2 separate regions of the Mus musculus genome follow, and region 1 is linked to region 2. The links are chromatin contacts, called in public Hi-C maps. All regions are on one chromosome and are shown on one strand. The core of a region is the stretch at or near the end of the contact, and the rest is flanking DNA. Distances in the headings are between cores, read along the strand shown. Region 1 overlaps Gm36920 (a long non-coding RNA gene). Region 2 has its middle 120 kb from the start of Edem3.

Region 1 (6,383 bases), core at 863-3,362, 340 kb after region 2:
TTACCAAATCTCAGAGATGTGCAAGAAACTTAGAAGGGTATTTCCAGTCCTCAGAATTAAATAAGTGTCTCTACTTGCAAGGACGGTTCTTACTGAGATATCTGTACACATAGAGTTGTGTTAGATTCTTATGTGACTGAGTTTCATTATTAACTTCATGGTTTGGATTTAAGACCCTAAACTCAAGACTTCAGCATTTGAGTTCCAACTGATTTGTTTCTGTTTTTGTTTTTTTTTTTGTTTTTTTTTAAAGCCAGTTTGGAGCCATTGGTGTTACAGTGGAAGAGCCCTATCACAGGCACTTCTGCAGGACACACACAGCTTGGTGTCCACATAACCTGGACACATGGCACCTGCTCTTAGTGCCATTTCTTTGACCTGTGGCATGAACTTTATTACCTGAGTTTCATTTCAACGGATGCATGAGAATGAAACTATGTGGAAGTACCATAGGGAAAGGGGACTTAGCAGATGGCTAGAGAAGACTTGTCAGGACCTAGAACAACCCTGCCAGGGGGAGGACTGGTGGTGGTAGTAGTGAAACAGCCTGAAGGGTGGAATCAAACTGAAACAGAATGTCAGGACATGACAAAGAAAAGAGGGAAAGATGGAGCGAAGGCAGAGTTCTGGAGAGAGATGTAAAGACTCTGGATAAAAAAACGTGGGCGTGGTGGCGCACGCCTTTAATCCCAGCACTAGGGAGGTAGAGGCAGGAGGATTTCTGAGTTTGAGGCCAGCCTGGTCTACAAAGTGAGTTCCAGGACAGCCAGGGCTACATAGAGAAACCCTGTCTCGAAAAACCAAAAAAAAAAAAAAAAAAAAAAAAAAGATGTGTCTGGGAGCTCAGCTGGAACCTTAAACGAGCACAGCACTGTGTGGCAGGACAGGCTTTGGGTCATAGGACAGGATCAAAAGCGAACAAAGCTACAGCCATAAGTCTGAGTGATTCTACCACTACTCTCTCACACACTACTCTCTCCCCTGCACCTTTCCCAACACTATCCAAATTATTCTTTCTATATTCGTCATTGCCTAATGCCTCATGCTGGATATATCGGGAGAAAATGAACTCATCCATAGCTCCAGACAGGACTCTCTCACTTGCTTAAGCCAATTAGCACAGCCTGCTGCCTAGCCACTGCCAAAGATTCAGAGATGGCTCTGAGACCTGTATTAAAATGCTTAGAAGAGAAATAGCCTCTCCCACATGATGTAGTCTTGGATGGGAAACGTAAAATTGCTAGAATCATGGTGAGTCCATGAGGAAAGCCAGCTGAAGGATGAAGCATACCCTTTAAAGGCAGAAAACTCAGGTCAGTAAAAACTTCATGGATCCCCTGGGCCAGCCTCTGTTCAAGTTCCAAAGATTCTAGAACTTAAGAAATGTATCTTTATTATTATTTTAAGACTATGTTTCATGTAGCCTGGGCTTTTCTTAAACTTGCCTTATTGCCTAGGAGAGGCTTAACCTCCTAATCCTCTTGCCTCTACCTTCCAAGTTCAGGGACTGCAGACATGCACCACCCTGTCTAGGTGACTTTCTTATTGAACAGCTACAAATTGTTAATGAGAATGGTGTATACCCTAGAACTATTGGTAACATGGGAAATGGTGCTGATTTGATTCCCTAGTCAGGGAGTATTGGGCACATAGGATATGCTCAGTTAAAATGTATGATGGGAGAGGGGCTTCACTTCCTATAATACACATTCTTGCTAAAAATCTGATATGGGACACAAAAGTAAGATGTTACAGGTTTGTCCTAGCAGAATGGGTGCCAGTGAACATGAGCGGCACAGTAGAGTTGAGGTAAAAATTACACGGCATGTTTTCTTCCTGTTTCCTCTCTCTTCAGACACGAGGTACCTGAGGACATAGGAGAGAGACTAGGCAATGGAATTTTTTCTAACTGCTTTTCTTTCAGATTGTTTCTGTTCCTGGAATCCAGCAGCATAAAAAAGGGGGCGACACCGGCATTTCCTCACTTTTCAGGACAGAGTGGTCTACCTAAAAGGGAAAAGAACTGAGTGCTGTATCAGATGTCAGGCCTTGACACTGCCCCATCCAGGAAAGCAGGAAGTCTCTCTCCACGCAGGCTTTCCACTTCTGGTAGTGTTGGCTGCTTTCCAAAGTGGGAAGAATAAACCAGCACAGCCTTGCCAAGATGTCTATAGCATCCTTCAAACACATCTTCAAATCTTCAGAAACACTCAGGGCCTGGTTAAGGAAGAAATAATGCTCTATGGGAACCCCCCAGCACCCTGCCCTGTCACCAAACAAGGTTGGGATGTAGCTGTTGGTGTGAAATGCTGAGACTCAGTTGCTCTCGATCTTAGACACATTTCAGAAATCAAACAAAGCTCCACTCTGCTAATAAAGGAAGTTGTAGAGTCACCACACCAATCTCCAAACTTGTACATCATCATCATCATCATCATTATTATTATTGTTGTTATTTTATTATTATTATTGTGTGTGTGTATGTGTGTGTGTGTGTACTTGTTTATGGACCAAACACATTGATATTTGAGCCTGCTGATTTCTTTTGCAGAAAGCCCTGTACATTGTTAACCAAGGGTGTGCATAACCTTGAGGGGTCTGTGGTGCTGGAAGGCAGGGTCAGTGAATAGAGTACAGTGGATGGAGCAGCTCACAGTGGGAAGGAGACAAACAGGTCAAACAAAGAAAGGGAGCAGCTAGCTTAAGGCCTTCTGCTCTGAGGTGAGATTTTTAAGAGCTAGGAGGCCTGGGTGTAAACAAAGGCCATAGATGAGTCACAAAGTCTATCCATGGTGACTCTGGGACGTGACCCAGGGGAACGTGGGTAGTGATGTCTCACTGGCCTGTTGTTATAAGTGCTGAGTACACAGGTAAATAAGAGACCCCTGACCTCCTGGGTTTACACTGTCATACAGATTGTTCAAACAGAAATCTGACACCCAAGAACTATTGACACCCAAGCATTGAAGAGTCGTGATCCTGATGTTGGAGAAGCTTAGAGGATGCCTATGAAGTTGGGAAGTTGGGGTGGGAAAGATCAGTGGGTTTCCGCTGGGTTTTGTGGAGAGAGTAATGCTGAATGGCTGTGTACAGAAGTGTAAACACAAGTCATGGGTTGAAGAATAGGCAGAAGTAGCCTTCTGTTGATTCTGGGATATACATGGACCCCCTACATGCTCACAAATCCCCGCCCCTCATCTTTACATTCAAAGCATGAAATCGAAGTATTTGCAGGAGTAAAAAGAAGACATTACTAAGGAGGGACAGATGCTCTAGAGTTTCTGAAACAGAACAGCCCCGCTGTCACGCAAGCTCTATGTGACACCTGTGTGTGGCTTGCTCTCTCAATAGAGACAATATTTCATTAGAAAGGCAAGTTCAGGCTGTAATCAGCAGACTTCAGGAACTTGTGAGCTGCAGCAACACCATCTTCTGAGATCTGAGTTCACTTCAAGCACAACTTCCAAGGGCGTTTCCCGAGTGTCTCCTCAGGGCAGGACTCCGGATGAGAAGGAAATTAGTTAAGGAGTGTATCATGAGTGCAGGACAAAGCTATCCATCTGCCAGTTCCCCACCCCCCAATCCATTGGCCATATTCCTTCCCATCATGTACCTGAGCGTTACCCTGTGAACCACAGGAAGAGAACAGAAATGAGAAAGGAGGACTGCCTCTTGTCTGAGTCACAAATCCAAGAGCTCTTCCCTGGACCTGCAGCATGACTTCCATCATGACAGTGAACCACATCTCTTGAGAAAAGCAATGACTGATGTCATCTGAAGACTAAGGTCCCATGCAAGATGAGGTCAGCGACAACTCAGCTGCCTTTTAAGGTAATGTTCTGTCTCTGATTTGCAAGATCTGAAAAGCCTGTCACACATTTAGCCCTTTTTATCTCTCCCTCACCCAAAGGCCAATGCCTGGAGAATGGCACCTCCAGGAGCCCACTCCAGGCATGGCATAGACAGTCCCTTTTGTCCTGACCTGACTTGTATGTTGTAGCAGCTTGTATTACAAATGCTGATTGGGTCCCCAAAGAACAGTTTGCACTAGAGGGTCTGCACATAGCTTCTGGGAACCTGCCCCCCAGTTAATTCTGATTAATACATAAAGATGCCAGTAGCCAATAACTGAGGAGAGAAAGAGGTGGGGTTTTAGGTTTCCTGGGCTTGGGACCAGGAGGAAGGAGAGAGAGGGACCTGCCCTACCTTGGGAGAATGTGTCGAGAGGAGATAGAGAGATTGGAAGAAGGAGGGAGGGAGGGAGAGGGAGGGAGGGAGGGAGGGAGGGAGGGAGGGAGGGAGGGAGGGAGGAGGAGGAGGAGGAGGAGGAGGAGGAGGAGGAGGAGGGACAGAGAGAGAGAGAGAGAGAGAGAGAGAGAGAGAGAGAGAGAGAGAGAGAGCGCCACGGGGTAGGGAAGCAAGGAGAGATCCCTGGGCTTGGGGCCAAGAAAGAGTGGCCCAGAGGGCTGCTTAATTGGGTCCAGAGCAGCCAAGATGGAACGTAGACATTAGTAAGTAGTAATTCAGAATTATCTGTGGGAGGCAGATTCTAGCAACATGGAGGCTAGGCCGTTCCCCTGCTATTGTGCTGCTTAAGGCGAATTAGAATATAAAAGCTGTGTGTGTGTGTGTGTGTGTGTGTGTGTGTGTGTGTGTGTGTGTGTGTCTCACATTCAGGAACATAAACCACTAAGGTGGGAAGCAACCCCACAATGGGAATTTATAATAAAAATATTACTAGAGCATATCTCTCATTTCTACCCCATTAGCATTTGCACAGTCTGTGTCCTCACCCACTGGCACTATTTCTTCCAGTATTGGTTACCACTGCCCGATGGGGACTTTCTCGTAGCTTCTTAACTGGTCTCCTTTGCTCCTCCCCATGTGATCCTCCACAATGGTCAGAAATAAGCCTTCAAAAACACAACTTTGTTCACACTACCCACCCGCTCTTTGTGGCTTCGGACATAGGGCTCAACAGTTCAATTGTCACAGACTAGTTAGTCTTCATGATCTAGCCCTTGCTGAGCCCAGGGTTCTTATGCCTTCTCACATCTTCTGTTTCTTGCATCTCATAGTCTAACTGTGTCAAATTATTTCCATAGTCTCAACATGCACCCTACTCCTTCCCACTTCCACGTCTTGGTCTAGACTGCTCGTCCTACATGGGATGTACTCCTCAGTGAGCATGTCTACCTGGTCAACAGACATCATCTTTGGAGGCTCATCTCAAGAGGAACCAGTGAGCTCTTTTCTGTCTGCTGTTAGTGAGGACTATCTCTAGCCCATCTCTCCTCTCAAGCCTGAGCAGTCTTGTGGTGCCCTATATTCCTATTTGCTTCCTGGCATCTATGTTCACCCCAGTTTTGCATCTATACTGCCATTGCTAACCTGCAGAAGTGGCCCTAGTGAGGGGCTGCAAGACTGGAGGTGGAAGAAAGGACCACCTTGTGCCACACTGTGCCTGGAGTGAGCTCGGGTCTGCTGTTCTAATACCATCTAAACAATTAGTGTCTGGCGCGTCTCCTGCTCCTGGTGTCTCCTGCGCCTGCCGGCATCCTTCCAGTGGTACCTCTCCACCCCCTTTTCCCAGCAGCTGAATCCGGTCTGCAGTTTCTCCAATTCTGGCAGAAAGCAGCCTCTTTATTTCCCCCCGCTCCCCAGAGAAACACCAACACGAGGCAGCTATCTCCTACAGGTTTTGTCTATATGACATCGACTTTTACACTTTCAATCACTAAGCTAAAAACTGTATCAAGTTAACAGTTCTTTATATTAAAATCACTGCATTAAAATAGCTGTACTTTAACATCCCCTGACTGAGTTCGGCATGATTCACTTGCTGAGCTAACGGTGGATTCTATAGTGTGATGGTGTCAAGTTTAGATTTTTTTTCCCCATAAAAACACCAGAGGGGGCTGGAGAGATGACTCAGGTAGTAAAATGCCTGCCAGGCAAGGATGAGGGCCTGAGTTCAATATTCAGCACCCATGTAAGAAGCTAGGTGTGGCTGCACGCATCTGTGACCCTGGCCCTGGAAAAGCAAAGACAAATGAGCCCCTGGAGCTTCTGGGAAGCCTCCGTTCGCAATTGTGCGACCTCATCTCCAAAGCAAAATAAAACATCAACAACAACACAACCAAACAGCGGCAAAATGAAATCAAGGTGGATGGCTTCTGGGACACAAGCTCTATGGTTAACCTCTGCCCTCCACAAGAAGGCGCACACACATGTACACACACAAACACATACACACTCACAAAAATAAAAATGTATTGAAAAGAAAAAAATGAATTAAAAACAAAATCTTTAATGAAGAACTTGCTACAGAACTTTCGCTGAATTTCAGTGCCTTGGCAGGGAGTATCATTCAGATACCCTCA
Region 2 (5,946 bases), core at 912-3,411:
TTCCACTTCTCAAGAACTCATTATTCTTCTGCCCTGGGGATTGGGGTACAGGCAGGGGATTGAGGTGAGGCCTCTTGGATGGCTGCCACCCAAGGAATTACAGGGCAGGACGACAAAACCTCTTAGGGAATTGCAGGTCACTGTGGTCAGGCAGAAGGACTCAAAGAACCAGGTCAGGGAGCTAAGCTGGGGTCTCTGGGTCACCTTGGGAAGGAAGCAGGATGCCTGGACTGAGTGACTCTGGAAGACTGAGAGGGAGGGGAGCACTGATGGGCTTTGTGTAGGCACGAGAGACTCCTCAGAATTTGATTTAGAAAAGTGGCAACAGCCCAGTTACTGGGAGGACTCTATTGATCTGTAGCAGCATTGTAACAAGATACCACAGGGTAAGGGGTTTCTTTTTTTTTTATTAGGTATTTTCCTCATTTACATTTTCAATGCTATCCCAAAGGTCCCCCATACCCACCTCCCCAATCCCCTATCCACCCACTCCCCTTTTTGGCCCTGGCATTCCCCTGTACTGGGGCATATAAAGTTTGCAAGTCCAATGGGCCTCTCTTTGCAGTGATGGCTGACTAGGCCATCTTTTGATACATATGCAGCTAAAGACAAGAGCTCCCGGGTACTGGTTAGTTCATATTGTTGTTCCACCTATAGGGTTGCAGTTCCCTATAGCTCCTTGGGTAATTTCTCTAGCTCCTCCATTAGGGGCCGTGTGACCCATCCAATAGCTGACTGTGATCATCCACTTCTGTGTTTGCTAGGCCCCGGCATAGTCTCACAAGAGAGAGCTATAACTGGGTCCTTTCAGCGAAATCTTGCTAGTGTATGCAATGGTGTCAGCATTTGGAAGCTGATTATGGGATGGATCCCTGCATATGGCAGTCACTAGATGGTCCATCCTTTCGTCACAGCTCCAAAGTTTGTCTCTGTAACTCCTTCTATGGATGTTTTGTTCCCATTTCTAAGAAAGGGTAAAGTGTCCACACTTTGGTCTTCATAAGGGGTTTCTACAGAAAATCGCTGTGTGTGTGTGTGTGTGTGTGTGTGTGTGTATGTGTGTGTGTGTATGTGTGTGTGTATGTGTGTGTGTGTATGTGTGTGTGTATGTGTGTGTGTGTATGTGTGTGTGTATGTGTGTGTGTATGTGTGTGTGTAAGTGTGTGTGTGTGTGTGTGTGTGTGAATACAATCTCATTTTGCAGTCTATACTGGTTTGGAACACTGAATTCATAGCAGCCCTCCTCATTCAGTGTTCCACTGGAGTGCTGGGGTCACAAGTGTGAGCCATCATACTTAGCTTTCAATAGAGCAAATGTAAAATCTGTCCCTTGTAGGTATAAACTGCCACTAATTATAAAAGAAAGGATCCAAGTTTATGAGTTTTTATGAGCCAAGCTGGTTTTGAAGATTCATTTTTTTTCAGTTAGATTTATTAAGGGATAATTAAATAATACAAAATACACCTTTGAATAGTGTTTGATATACTCTGCCTCTAGGGAATGGCTTAGGATCCCTTTGCAATTTCCTCCGTCCAAATCCTCTGCAACACTGATCCGATTCTGTCGTCGTGATTTTCCCTTATGTCATAGAAGGGGAATTGAAGACTGGCACCCTTCACTTAGTCAAATGCTGTGGGTGTTCTTTTGTATTGTATCTCTGAGTAACTCCCCCTTACCATTTTCGTTCTATTATATGGATCTACCATACCTGTTAAGCCATTTTTCAGCTGATGGACATTTGAGTAGTATTTATCTTTTGGAAATCATGAATAGTTGCCATGGAGATTACTGCACAAGTCTTGGGTGGGTGAGATTCTTTCTCTTGAATAAGTAATGGAGTGTGGGATTTTTTGGAAAACATGTCACATAAATGCCCTCAATTCTGAGGTTACAGACACTTGTGACCACACCCAGACTATAGCGTGGGTGCTGGGGTTCAAACTCAGGACCATGTCATGATTGCTCAGCAAATGATCTTACCCACTGAGCCAGCTCCTCAGCTATGAGTTTTTTAGGTAGCTGAGGTTGACTTCTTGGCTCTACCTCCTGTGCCAGGATTACAGGTGTGGAGCAATCCCATCCTGCATCAGCACCATCTATTTAAAGGACAACTGTGCTGGGAGTGGTGGCATTCACTTGTGATCTTGGCAGTCCAGAGAGGCTAAGGCAGGAGAATGGGGAGTTTGAGGGCAGCCCACGCATGCTATTAGTGAGTTTCCTGATCACTCAGAAACAATGATTACTTTGTCTCAAAACAAACAGAAAACAAAAGGCAATGCTTTCCCGGAATGAATTACTGTGACACCTTTGTTTGGAAGCAATTGATCATGAATGGGTGGGTCTGTTTCTGGACTCTTACTCCTAATTATGGTAATCTTAGAAACAGGCTTTGTTATTTCAGTCAACTGGTCAGGTTTTAAATAGACAGAACATTTAGAACCGGTGGCTGTCGGTCTCTTTGGATCTCAGGATTCAAAGCAAACACCATTTGTGTGTGTGTGTGTGTGATGGAAACTCCAGGCAGGCAGGCAGGCATGCCATGCCAGGCTCCAGAGGCTCCCGTTTTGTTCTGAGGAGCAAGCTAATGTTCTCCCGCAGGTGAGCATACATACATCTGTGACTGGGACGTCAATCTGAACCACTCATACCCCAGCAAAACAGGCGGAGGCTTTCTCACAGGTACCCTTCCCTGCACGAAGTTTCTGGTTTACAAGGATTCTAACTCATAACGCAAGAACATCACAGGCTCCAGGACCAGAGTTCTCTGGGAGGAGGTTGAGGAGGGCTGGAGAGAAAGCCAGAACAAAGGCGTAATATTCTAGACGCTTTGCCACCATTATGGCAGCAGGGTCCTCTAGCAGGATGAGCCAGAGCTGAGGCCACGATTGCCGCATGGCCAGCTTCCCTGGGGCTTCTCAGAAAGCCAGCCTTTCAGCTACAGAGCTGCTGCCTGTTCTTAGACGGTGGATTGTTAGCGGGCTCGAAATAGACCATTCATTTTCTTCTTCTTTTAGCACAGAAGGGTCTCACATCTCCAAACACCACCAGGGACCTGAATGTTTCCAGTCAAAACCTTCCCCAGACCACAGACCTCTGGTAAGAGGAAAGGCTTTGGAGGGCAAAGAACCACCCACCAGCCTGGAAACCACAGAGTACACAGGAGACAGAGGCCTCTTGCTCTTAAATACTGGGGGCCTACCACCATTGATCCATAGATGCTATCTTCCCAGTCGGCCTTCCCCCTACTCTCCGCCTCAAGAAATACATCAGTTTGCTAGGTGTGGGGAGCACTGATTGGCTACTAGCTGTCATGTGCTCTCAGAAGCTGCCTGTCACAACCAATCGCGCAGTAAGAACGGAGCACAGTCCTGTGGGGAATGGGTGCGGTTCTTCAGTATCCCTTAGTGCAATAGTCATCTGGTGGATACCAAATCACACGCGTTTCTTGTTTAGAAGAGATCACGTGCTGTTGGGAGCTACGGAGACTTTGGGCCAGACAGGGTCCAGTGGATGCGTGACTTTGTTATGGCAAGAGAGTTGGCAGGAATGGTTTGGGGAGAACCCGGTACAATGCCTGAGATACTAAGATGATGCTTGCAGATCGCTACTGTTTCTCACTCATGAGCCTAAAAGGTTGAGAAGAGAGCCACCAGCTCGGGAAAGCAGCGAGGGAGAAATAAAGGGGAGGAGGGAGAGCCAGGAATTAGTAGGCAGCAGCCATTGTGAGAAGGGCTGCGGGTAGAAACTGCGCGTAATTCCATACCCGTGCCTCAAGGCAGTGCGGATCTACGGCGGAGGGTTTCCGGTGGGATTCAGGATAGGAAGGACATACTTCAGACACCAGTTTCTGTTGAAGGATGGGCAGAGTATCCTAGAAGAAAGGCAGATGAGGAGGTTCTGCGTGGCTCTGGCAGAGGCTGGAGTGATGCCAACGGCATGTCATCCTAAGATGTAAACATGAAGGGTACTAGAGCCGAATGGTGATAAGCAAGGCCTCTGAGTAGAACAAGCCTGAGTTGGTACTGTGTTTCTACCATTTATTGCTGTATGACCTCGGACAAGTTAATCTCTTTGAGGCTTAGTTTCTTTAACTATAAAAGAGTCAGTAGCTATTTCTCTTTTCTTCCTTTCTTCTTTTTCTCTCTTTCTCTCTTTTTCTTTTTCCTTTATTTTTGGCAGCACTTTAGCATTTTATTTATTTATTTATTTTATTATTTTTATAACTTTTTTTCTTATTCACTTTCATCCCACTCACTGCCCCCTCCCAGTCACCAGGAGTGAATTATATGAGCTCACGAGGATGGGTCAGAGGATGGATCTGCTGCCTATGTGATGTGGACTGCCAGTCCACTCTGCCAGTGTTCAAGCAACTGCTTTGGAAATCAGGAAAGTCTGGAGACCATGTTACCCAGGATGCTTCAGCCTCCTTTCCAATCCTTATTTGCGTATCTACATTTTGGAGGCTCCTCAAAGCTCTTCCCTTCCAGGTGTACTGGGGGTGGGGGATGGGGAGAGATATTTGAGGCGACCTCTGCTTTCAGCAATATCCTCTGAAGGGTCTGAGATACAGTCAGGAATGCCAGGCCCATCATTTCAAAGATAAAGGAGGCTTTGGGAAAACTTGACGTCAGGTTTCTCCTATTGTTCCTTGGGACAAAGCCTGTGAGAAGAGGGTGGGGACTAAAGTCAGACAAGGCCTTGTTAGTGACTTCAGTTTCATTCCTAGCAAGACAGAGCTTGGGAAAAGAATTGATTCCCTTTCATGTGTCCCCCGCTCCTCACACACTACTCAAACCGAGCCTTTAAATCTAAAACCCCATTTGTATTCCAGTCTGATCATAGGGTACTGGGATCCCTGTGGGCACCAGCCTGGGTTTGTGATGGGTAACTATCCTTTGGAGACTTTCAAACTGACATAACTTTGAGGGATCAGCCAGCATCCTCTACCTTGCCTGCATCCCCAGCTTCCAGCTGCCCCTCACGCCAGGGGAGGAAGATGAGTCTTTACAGCTGCAGGTTATTGGGGACTCTCTATGCTGTTGCATGCATGGCTCTCAGTCCTCAATCAGACAGGAAGCTGCAGAACTCAGCATCAGACTCATGGCCCAGTGCTGAGCATACCAATGGCCTGAGCTCTGCTAACAATTGGAGCAAGTGCTTGACATTCTAGCCATGAGCCTGGCTGCCCTGTTTTGGGTCATACATCAGCAGGCAATTCCCATTCTTACCAAGATGCTCTTCCTTTGCCACAGTATTAGTAACATCAGCTCCTTTCCTCAAAGGCACTGGGGGTGCCCAAGCCCTGCTTTTCTATTCAGTCAGCTGAGGAGACCTTGCAGGGAGTCTAAGTTTTCTCCCCACACTCCCCACATCAGTCCCCTGAAACCCACTGTCCTTCTTCATGGAGAGGCTTTTCCGGGAGTGGATATTTGCTTTCCGTGGTTTGCTGACAGCAGAATGTAAAGAGCTCTCTGGGTTGAGTTCTAGCCTCCCACAGTCAGGCTTGTCATAGCAGGGCTAGCTGGGTCGATGCAGGGATGGAGCTATATTGCACGAAGTCAGCTAGTCCAGTGCTGTCCTGCACGGAGGTTGCCAGGAGAGGAAGCAGGCTCTATGTCATTGAATAGTCACAAAAGCCTCTCCCTTTGCAATGGCATGAACAAAAGCATGCCTAGAAACCAGATAACCTGGAGGTCTAGCCTTATACCAAGCGCTCAGTCACGTGGGTATTGCTCCTCATCATTAGGTTAAGCTCTCTGCCTCTGTAATCAGCACTGGGTGGCCTCTCTCCAAGACCTAGTCATCTTTGCTCTGGGTAGCGTTGTTTCTCCTGGAGCACGCTTAGCAGCCTGTTACACCCTCCTCTCCCCAAGCTCCCTAAGAACGGGCCCTTCTGTTGAGCTGCTTGCTAGTGTCCAGTCCAATGGCTGAAGAGGTGCACACAT

Evidence for each region. Hi-C and Micro-C count contacts between places; a contact is called where the count stands out from the background.
Region 1: a Hi-C map of the N1E-115 cell line shows a contact between it and region 2, with 4 times the contacts expected there. The contact joins two enhancer-like sites. A contact is called at or near these places in 3 of 484 Hi-C or Micro-C datasets (the N1E-115 cell line, bone marrow-derived macrophages and frontal cortex) and 2 of 115 datasets of contacts at active chromatin or transcription factors (embryonic stem cells and extraembryonic endoderm stem cells).

Annotation. Positions count from the first base shown.
Region 1 is chr1:152,215,474-152,221,856 of GRCm38.p6, forward strand. All of the region lies in intron 7 of Gm36920 (a long non-coding RNA gene), which reads right to left. Among named protein-coding and RNA genes, the nearest start is that of Gm36920, 71 kb to the right of the region's middle. Within about 2 kb of position 2,113, at least 8 of the 459 cell types and tissues checked have an H3K27ac peak or open chromatin away from gene starts, as enhancers often do. A contact at or near this core is called in the N1E-115 cell line, where this site is marked.
Region 2 is chr1:151,876,325-151,882,270 of GRCm38.p6, forward strand. No RefSeq gene overlaps it. Among named protein-coding and RNA genes, the nearest start is that of Edem3, 120 kb to the left of the region's middle. Within about 2 kb of position 2,162, at least 35 of the 459 cell types and tissues checked have an H3K27ac peak or open chromatin away from gene starts, as enhancers often do. A contact at or near this core is called in the N1E-115 cell line, where this site is marked.